2 separate regions of the Mus musculus genome follow, and region 1 is linked to region 2. The links are chromatin contacts, called in public promoter capture Hi-C maps. All regions are on one chromosome and are shown on one strand. The core of a region is the stretch at or near the end of the contact, and the rest is flanking DNA. Distances in the headings are between cores, read along the strand shown. Region 1 holds the start of Zfp583 (zinc finger protein 583). Region 2 holds the start of Zfp329 (zinc finger protein 329).

Region 1 (3,850 bases), core at 1,317-3,816, 6.5 Mb before region 2:
TTTAGTTATTGTAGAAATATTTTTGCAACGTTTTAAAAATATAGGCTCGGTGGCTGAAGAGATGGCTTGAAGTTAAGAGCACTGGCTGCTCTCACAGAGGTCCTGAGTCAATTCCCAGCAACCTCATGGTGACCCAGAACCATCTGTAATGGGATCTGATGCCCTCCTTTGGTTTGTATGAAAAGAGATCACTCATACACATAAAATAAACTAATACATCTTTAAAAAAAAAACCACAGGCTCAATGAGCTGGAGATATGGCTCAGTAGTTAAGAACACCGGCTGCTGTGGCAGTAGACACAGGTTCAGTTCCCAGCACCTACATGGCAGCTCACAATCATCTGTCACTCGTTCTAGGGGACCTGACACCCGTTACTGATCTTCTGTAGCACTGCATGCATGTGTTGTACATACATGCATGTACATACAAGCATGTGTTGTACATACATGCAAACAAACACCCATACTCATAAAATAAAATTAACATATATTTTAAAATACAGGCTCAAGTGTTTCCTCTTACTTCCAAGGTAGAGGTCGGAGGACTGGGAGTTCAAAATCAGGGTTAGCTGGAATGAGTTGAACCCCAGCCTGGGCTACGTAAGTCACCATGTCAATACATTCCCCATAACAATTTAATTAATTAGCGGGATTGCCCAGTATATCAGCTGTGCACTGCTACTAACAGATTATCTCTAAAAGAAGAAATTACTGTTCTCATAAACAATTACTCTTCAAAGCTCCCGACAGACTAAGAAAAACGCTGCCTGAGCCTAGATGCACTTTAGCCATCAAGGTTTGAGCTAGGTGGTCGTAGTGCACGCATCTGGGAGGCAGAGGCAGACAGATCTCTGTGAGTTCAAGGCCAGCTTGGTCTACAGATCGAGTTCCAGGACAGCCAGGGCTACATAGAAAAACCCTGTCTTGGAAAACAAAACAGCACCATCCCCAATTTGATACATCGGATTTCTGAAAATCATCTTGAACATGAGTTTCTGCCAAATGCCCAAACTCTGGACCCCCCAAAAGCCCTCCTATTTCCTTTCAAACCAGAGATTGTAGAGAAAAGCTACCACACACATCTACACCTCTAATACCCACAATATGAGCTTACATAATCCCACCAAAAAAAATGTATTTTTGCCTCTTAGAGTGAGTTCCTAAGAGCACTGAACCCACAGGCGAGGCTGAACTGCGTCCTTGCTGGCCGGGGGAAAGGGTGCTCTTAGCTTAGTCTTGGGGGACTAGCTCTTGTGTTGCAGTGGAGAACAAGAGCAAGTCACTGGAGAGAGGAGATTTTGTCAGGCAGCTGAATTTCTGAAATCAAAGTGGTTTAGCCTGACTGATAAATAAGGTGGCATTCCAGGGAAAAAGAAACGCTTCTTACCTTGGACATGGCGTTAAAGCTTCAAGAATGTATGGCTGTGTTTCTGGGAGCAGGGAGGTGTCCTAAGAAAGTAAAGTGGACAGAAACAGGAAACTGTAAGTTCCAGGTGTATCCTGCAGCCCCAGCATCACACCTCTGTCCTTCTCCTCCCTCCACAGACATGCATTTGAGGTATCCCTACATTTAACAATGCTTTTCCTATGTACTGTATAGTTCTGGGACTCAACATATATTTTATGTCTAAGTTATCTCTTTCACTTATGTCTGAGCAATTTAAGACTGGCATTATTAGATTAGAATCTTCCACCTTTCACACATGAAGGTTTACATCATTGAAGATACACAAGGCAATAGTTGAGAAAATAACTGTGCCAAACTGGAAACTAGACTGGAATTTATAGTGTATAGATGACGTTAAAAGGAAGTATATCTCCACCCTTTCCATAAGGATGAGATGTAGGCCATCAAGTGAAGCTACTTTGCACAGAGTGGGTAGCAAAGGGACCATGTGATCTAGAAGACAGTGGACCAGGATCAGGATACCCTACAAATGCCCCCCCCCGCCCTTCCCCCCCTATGATATCTCATACTGTCACATATTTTCCAGCACTGTCTGTCTCAAACAGTTACACTGTTTAGATGCAATGAAATAGCCCTATACACTGTTATTCGGGCCCATACATTGTCACAGGCTCCATCCCAGCTGGTAGCAAAAGTCTTGCTGTAATAATATCACATAGTCCCAAATGCAGCCTCAAAGCCCCTCATGGCGTCTTTATCCCCACATTCCACATTGTCACAGACCCCCCTTGTACCTGGTGGCATAGTCTTGTGTATTCACACACATCCTTATGGGATCTCACAGTCTCATACACCATCATAGGCCCTTCAACACTGTGACATGGTCTCATAGTGCTACACCTATTGTCCCAGCCTCTCACTCTATGTCATAGCCAGCATTCAGTCTCACAAACTGTCACAGGCCCTGACAGTACTCTTGGCACAGTCTCAAGCCTCAGGCCTTCACAATAAAGTGGCTTGGTCTCAACCCTGTCAGATAGGTTTCCAAACACATTCTCCCACATGCTGTCATATACAGTCAACACGCTGTCACAACCCCTCAGTTTCAAGCAGTATTCAGTCTCACAGCCACAGGCATCTCGTACACAAGGTGTGGTCTGACACTGCCACTCAGATCCCCACTCCAAAGTGCTCACATATAATACACCCTCCACTGTGCAGTCACCCACACTGTCACAGCCTTTCAGTCTTACACAGTGTATGCAGTACCAGACCCCCTCACACGGTGTGGGGTCTCACTGTCATATGAGTCTTCAGACACATTCTCCCACATGATCCCTTATATTGTCACAATCTGTCACACACAATGTCACAGCCTCGGTCTCACACAGTATTTAGTCTCACAGTCAGAAGTCCTTAATACACAGTGATCCAGTCTAACACTGTCACTCAGCTGATCCCTCCCCGGTACAATCACATACACTGTCACAGTCTTTTAGTCTCACAGAGTATTCAGTCACAGGCCCCCCTCATGCAAGTGGGTGGTCTCATACTGTCACACACATGATAACCACCTCAGTCTCACACAGTGTACAGGCTCAGCCACAGTCACTCACTCATGTTCCCACACACATCCCCTAGCGCTATCACACACTGGCACAAGCCTCTCTCTCTGTTTCATGTATCTCCATACTCACAGTCACAGGCTCCCCCCATTATGGGGTGCTGTCTTATAATGTCACATACATTGTCACCGCCTCAGTCTCACATAGTTGCAACCTTACAATCATAATAGGCCCCTCATATACGGTGGCGTGGTCTCGCACGGTCACTCTGCACCCACTACACTTTCTCCCACGCGGTACCTTGATCCTCACCGAGCGTCTCCTCAGTCCTCGTCACCTCTCACTCGGCGCCGAGGCAGATCTGGCCGGGGCCGGGGCTCGATCTCGCGGCGCCGGTAGAGCTCACAAAGGCGCGGCTGCGGAGCGACTCCGCGCAAGGGCCTCTGGGAGGTGGAGTACTGCGCTTGACTGGAGCGGCGTAAGGCATGCTGGGAACGCCTTTTAGGGCGCGGCTTTCGGGGGTCCTAGAATCTCCGCTGAATTCTGTCTCTTCCCTTCCGGTCGTCAGAACCAGAACTCACTCAGGCTGCGCAGGAGCTGCTTGCTCTCCTCGGTCTCTTAGACGAGGAGTCGGGGGTGGGGGTAGTTGTGGTGGTGGTGGTGGTGGTGGGGGGGCTGTGCTCGAGCACGCATGCGCAGTGCTAGCTGGCCGGTGCCCTGTCCAGAGCAGCGGATGAAAATTGGTCATCTCCTGGTTCAGGGCCCACGTTGCTGGGTTTCTTTCTCCCTTGTTTGTTTACCTTCTCTCTGCCTTACCTTTTCACGCATCATTCATTACTCGCCTTCTGTATGTCAGACTCTGAAATGGACACAACAA
Region 2 (3,583 bases), core at 592-3,091:
CAAATCCCAGCAATCACATGGTGGCTCACAACCACCCGTAATGAGATCTGACGCCCTCTTCTGCTGTGTCTGAAGCCAGCTACAGTGTACTTACATATAATAATAAATAAATCTTTGGGCCGGAGCGAGCAGAGTTGACCAGAGTGAGCAGGACAAAGGTCTTAAAAATTCAATTCCCAACAACCACATGAAGGCTCACAACCATCTGTACAGCTACAGTGTACTCACATACATAAAATAAATAAATCTTTTTTTAAAATTACAAAATTATCAAAGAGAAATAGCATTAATAGTTGAAGGTGATTGAAAAGACAAACTTAATGCCACACATGATCCTGGAATGAACCTTGGCACAATGCAGTTTTAAAAAAAATTTTTAAACTTATATATATATAAGTTATACAATGATTGGTCCCAATAACATTCTATCATAGATCAGGGTGGGGGCATGGAATTCCATGTCCTCTTGAGGATTAAACAGGCAGTTAAGGTTGTTGGCAGAGACTTTTGTTCTGAAACATTTCTTTTTACATATTGGTATATGTGTGTCCATATGAGTGAATGTCACCTATGTGTTGACACTCTCTAAAGCCAGAACAGTGCGTTGGATACCTGGGTAAATCCTTTGGAGCTGGACCTACAGGTGCTATAAGTCCCAAAGCTTGGGTGCTGGAAACCAAACTCAAGTCCTCTGAAGAGCAGCAAGTGCTCTTAACCACCGAGTCTCTCCAACCTCACAAGATTAACATTAATTTCATTCATGTGGCCACTGGGAGGATGGTAGGATACCCATTCTCCTTTGCTCATGGAAAAGGAAAAAAAAAAAAAGCAAGGTTCACATTTTAAAGAGAATCATCACTAAAGAATTTCAATGTGTAGTGTCAGAATATTCAAAGTATTACTTCTAGTAACCCAGCCCACACACACACTATCATGCCTGCCTGTGCTACATTCATTATGTGTGTAAACTATAGTGGGCATGTGTTTAAAAGAAAGGAAAAGCCAATGTAGCAAAATGTTAATACGTGATAACCCGGATGGTTTCGTCATTATCTATTAAATTATGCCTGCAATTTAGCTGTGGGTGTGAAATCTTTCAAATTAGAAGACTAGGAGAAGGCAGGGGGAGAATGGAGGAAAAGTTGTTGGAGGAGGATGAACAAAAGTGTGTTTTTCCAGGGAAATAAAACCATTGAAAACCAAGGAAGAAACAGCAAACTAGAGAAGGAACAAAGCAAAGGAGGGATGATACATGAACCTCCCTGGGGAGGGGAGGAGGGATAGTTAAATAGATGATGGATGGACGGATAGGCTGATTGATTGATTGATTGATTGACTGATTTTGCAAGTATCAACAGAGTTAAGGGAAAGCCACCTAGAAGATTCCATGGAAAACAGCCCCGTCGCTCATTGGAGTCTGGCAGCCAACTCAGCCTGAAACCGGCAAATAAGAAGGGCCGGGTGCCCAAAGGATCTCGGCAAAACCTCCGAGAACAGCGGGGCTCGAGACAAGGACGCCCTAAGTAACGAGCAGGAAAGAGGGACAGCCTCACCCGACAGCAGCGCGGAGAGCATCTACACCAGCCAGTCAGGGACCCCTCCGACCCGGGGGTGTACACACCCGCGGGGACAGCGATGTCCCCGCTCACACCCTCCGGGTGAGCCCGAAACTCCCACGGCCCGCGTGAAACCCAAACGCTCTGCACGCCACCCCTCCAGCACCCCTCGACTCCCTCCCGCAAGACACTCAGAGGGGAAGCTAAGGAACAGAAAGGCACCGAGGCGCGGAAGGACTCACTACAGGATGCCGGCGGCGGCCATGGTCGCAACAACTGCGCATGCGCAGATCCTGGTCCTGCGACGCGCACGCGTCCTAGAGGTTCAGTTGCTTCTGACTGCTGTGCACTCTGATCTGAGAGTCTTGCACCAGTACCTGCAGCTGCGGAGAGGCAGGAGCAAGGCATTGCGATCAGGAAGAAACGTCTCCTCACCTTTATTTATAGAATTATAACTAAGTTACTGATGACTCATGGATATTCATTTTCTACCACGATTCTGTCTTTTGAGAGGGTTGGCTCAGAGTATGAGAGTCCCCTACCTCAGCATCTCCAGGACTCTCCTGATGTTATAATTTTGTTCTAGAGCCTTATTTTTTATTTACTGCATAATTTAACAAAAACACGATTATAGGTGAAAAATACTAAAATTCAGCCAAATACACCTCTTTTCTTGACAATCATTAGTGGAAGTAAGCTATGTTTTTTTTTTTTTCCCCTTATGAGTGTTTTGCCTGCATGTATGTCTGCATCACATGCTGCAGTGCCCTCAAGACCAGAAAAAGGTGTCAGATTCTCGAGGGCTGGAATAACAGACAGTTGTAAGCTGTCTCTTAGTTGCTGTGAATTAATCTCCAATCTTCTGGAAGAACAATAAGTGCTCCAAGCCCGTGTCAAAGGTGTATTTCACCAATATCCTAGATGTTTCTGAACCCAGACAATTTGACAATGAAGATTAACCAACAAAAAAGTTACAACTAAATTTCTCCATTTTGAACACAAAAAAATAAAATGTTTTGTGTTTTGTTTTGTTGTTTTGTTTTGTTTTGTGTTTTGTGTTTTGTTGGTTTTTTGAGACAGGGTTTCTCTATGTAACCCTGGCTGTCCTGGAACTCACTCTGTAGACCAAGCTGGCCTCGAACTTTTGTTTTTAAGAAAACAGTACTGAAGAGATGGCTCAGCAGTTAAGAGCACTGGCTGCACTTCCAGAGGAGCAAGGTTTGATTACTAGCATCCACATGACAGCTCACAAAAGTCTGTAACTCCAGTTCCAGGGGATCTGTTGTCCTCTTCTTAAGTCTGCAGACACTGCCCATAAGTGGGTTACAGACAAACATACAGGAAAAAAAGCATCCATACACATAAAATAGAAATAAATAAGTCTCTTTAAAAAACAATAATACCAACAAAAGCAGATTAGAGTTGTAAATGGGAAAACAGAATCTGCTAAAAGGGACTGTTTAGGGTGATAAAAGATTTCTTCATTGGTTGTGCTGGTGGTTATAAAGCTGTGTTTGAAACACAGTGAACTGTTGGGCATGGTGGCACATCCCTTTAATCCCAACACTTAGGAGGCAGAGGCAGGTGGACCTCTGAGTTGGAGGCCAGTCTGGTCAACATAGTGAGGTTCAGATGAGCCAAAGCTCCAAAGTGAAACAGTGTTCAAAAACAAAACTTGATCGGGACACATGATGGTTCCTCGGGTAAAAGTGCTTTATGCAAACCTGACAAGGAGTTCCATTCCCAGAACCATATTTTAAAAAGGGGGTGGGGAGCCCAGGACAGTGTCACACATCTTTGTATGACTTCAGTACACCCACAGTTAGATGGGAAAGAGGACAGAAGCACCAGAAGTTCACAGGTCAGATAGCCTGCGTTTTCTGAGAAGACAGCTTCTTAAATGAGAAAGATGCAACAGCCCATGACTCGGTCTTCTATCCATATACAGATGAGGCATATACCTCTCTCTAAAATTGTACTGACTTCCCTATACAAGAAGGAAGGCACAAGTGAGGGTGCTTGAATCT

The links. Promoter capture Hi-C pulls out the DNA fragments that hold promoters and counts their contacts.
Region 1: a promoter capture Hi-C map of maxillary cranial neural crest shows a contact between it and region 2. The contact joins the promoter of Zfp583 here to the promoter of Zfp329 in region 2. A contact is called at or near these places in 2 of 39 promoter capture datasets (cranial neural crest and maxillary cranial neural crest).

The regions. Positions count from the first base shown.
Region 1 is chr7:6,327,868-6,331,717 of GRCm38.p6, forward strand. It overlaps Zfp583 (zinc finger protein 583), which reads right to left and starts at 2,567. Exons shown (of 5, transcript NM_001033249.3): 1 at 2,203-2,567; 2 at 1,388-1,449. The coding sequence starts at 1,396.
Region 2 is chr7:12,817,019-12,820,601 of GRCm38.p6, forward strand. Zfp329 (zinc finger protein 329) reads right to left here and starts at 1,842. Exons shown (of 2, transcript NM_026046.3): 1 at 1,799-1,842.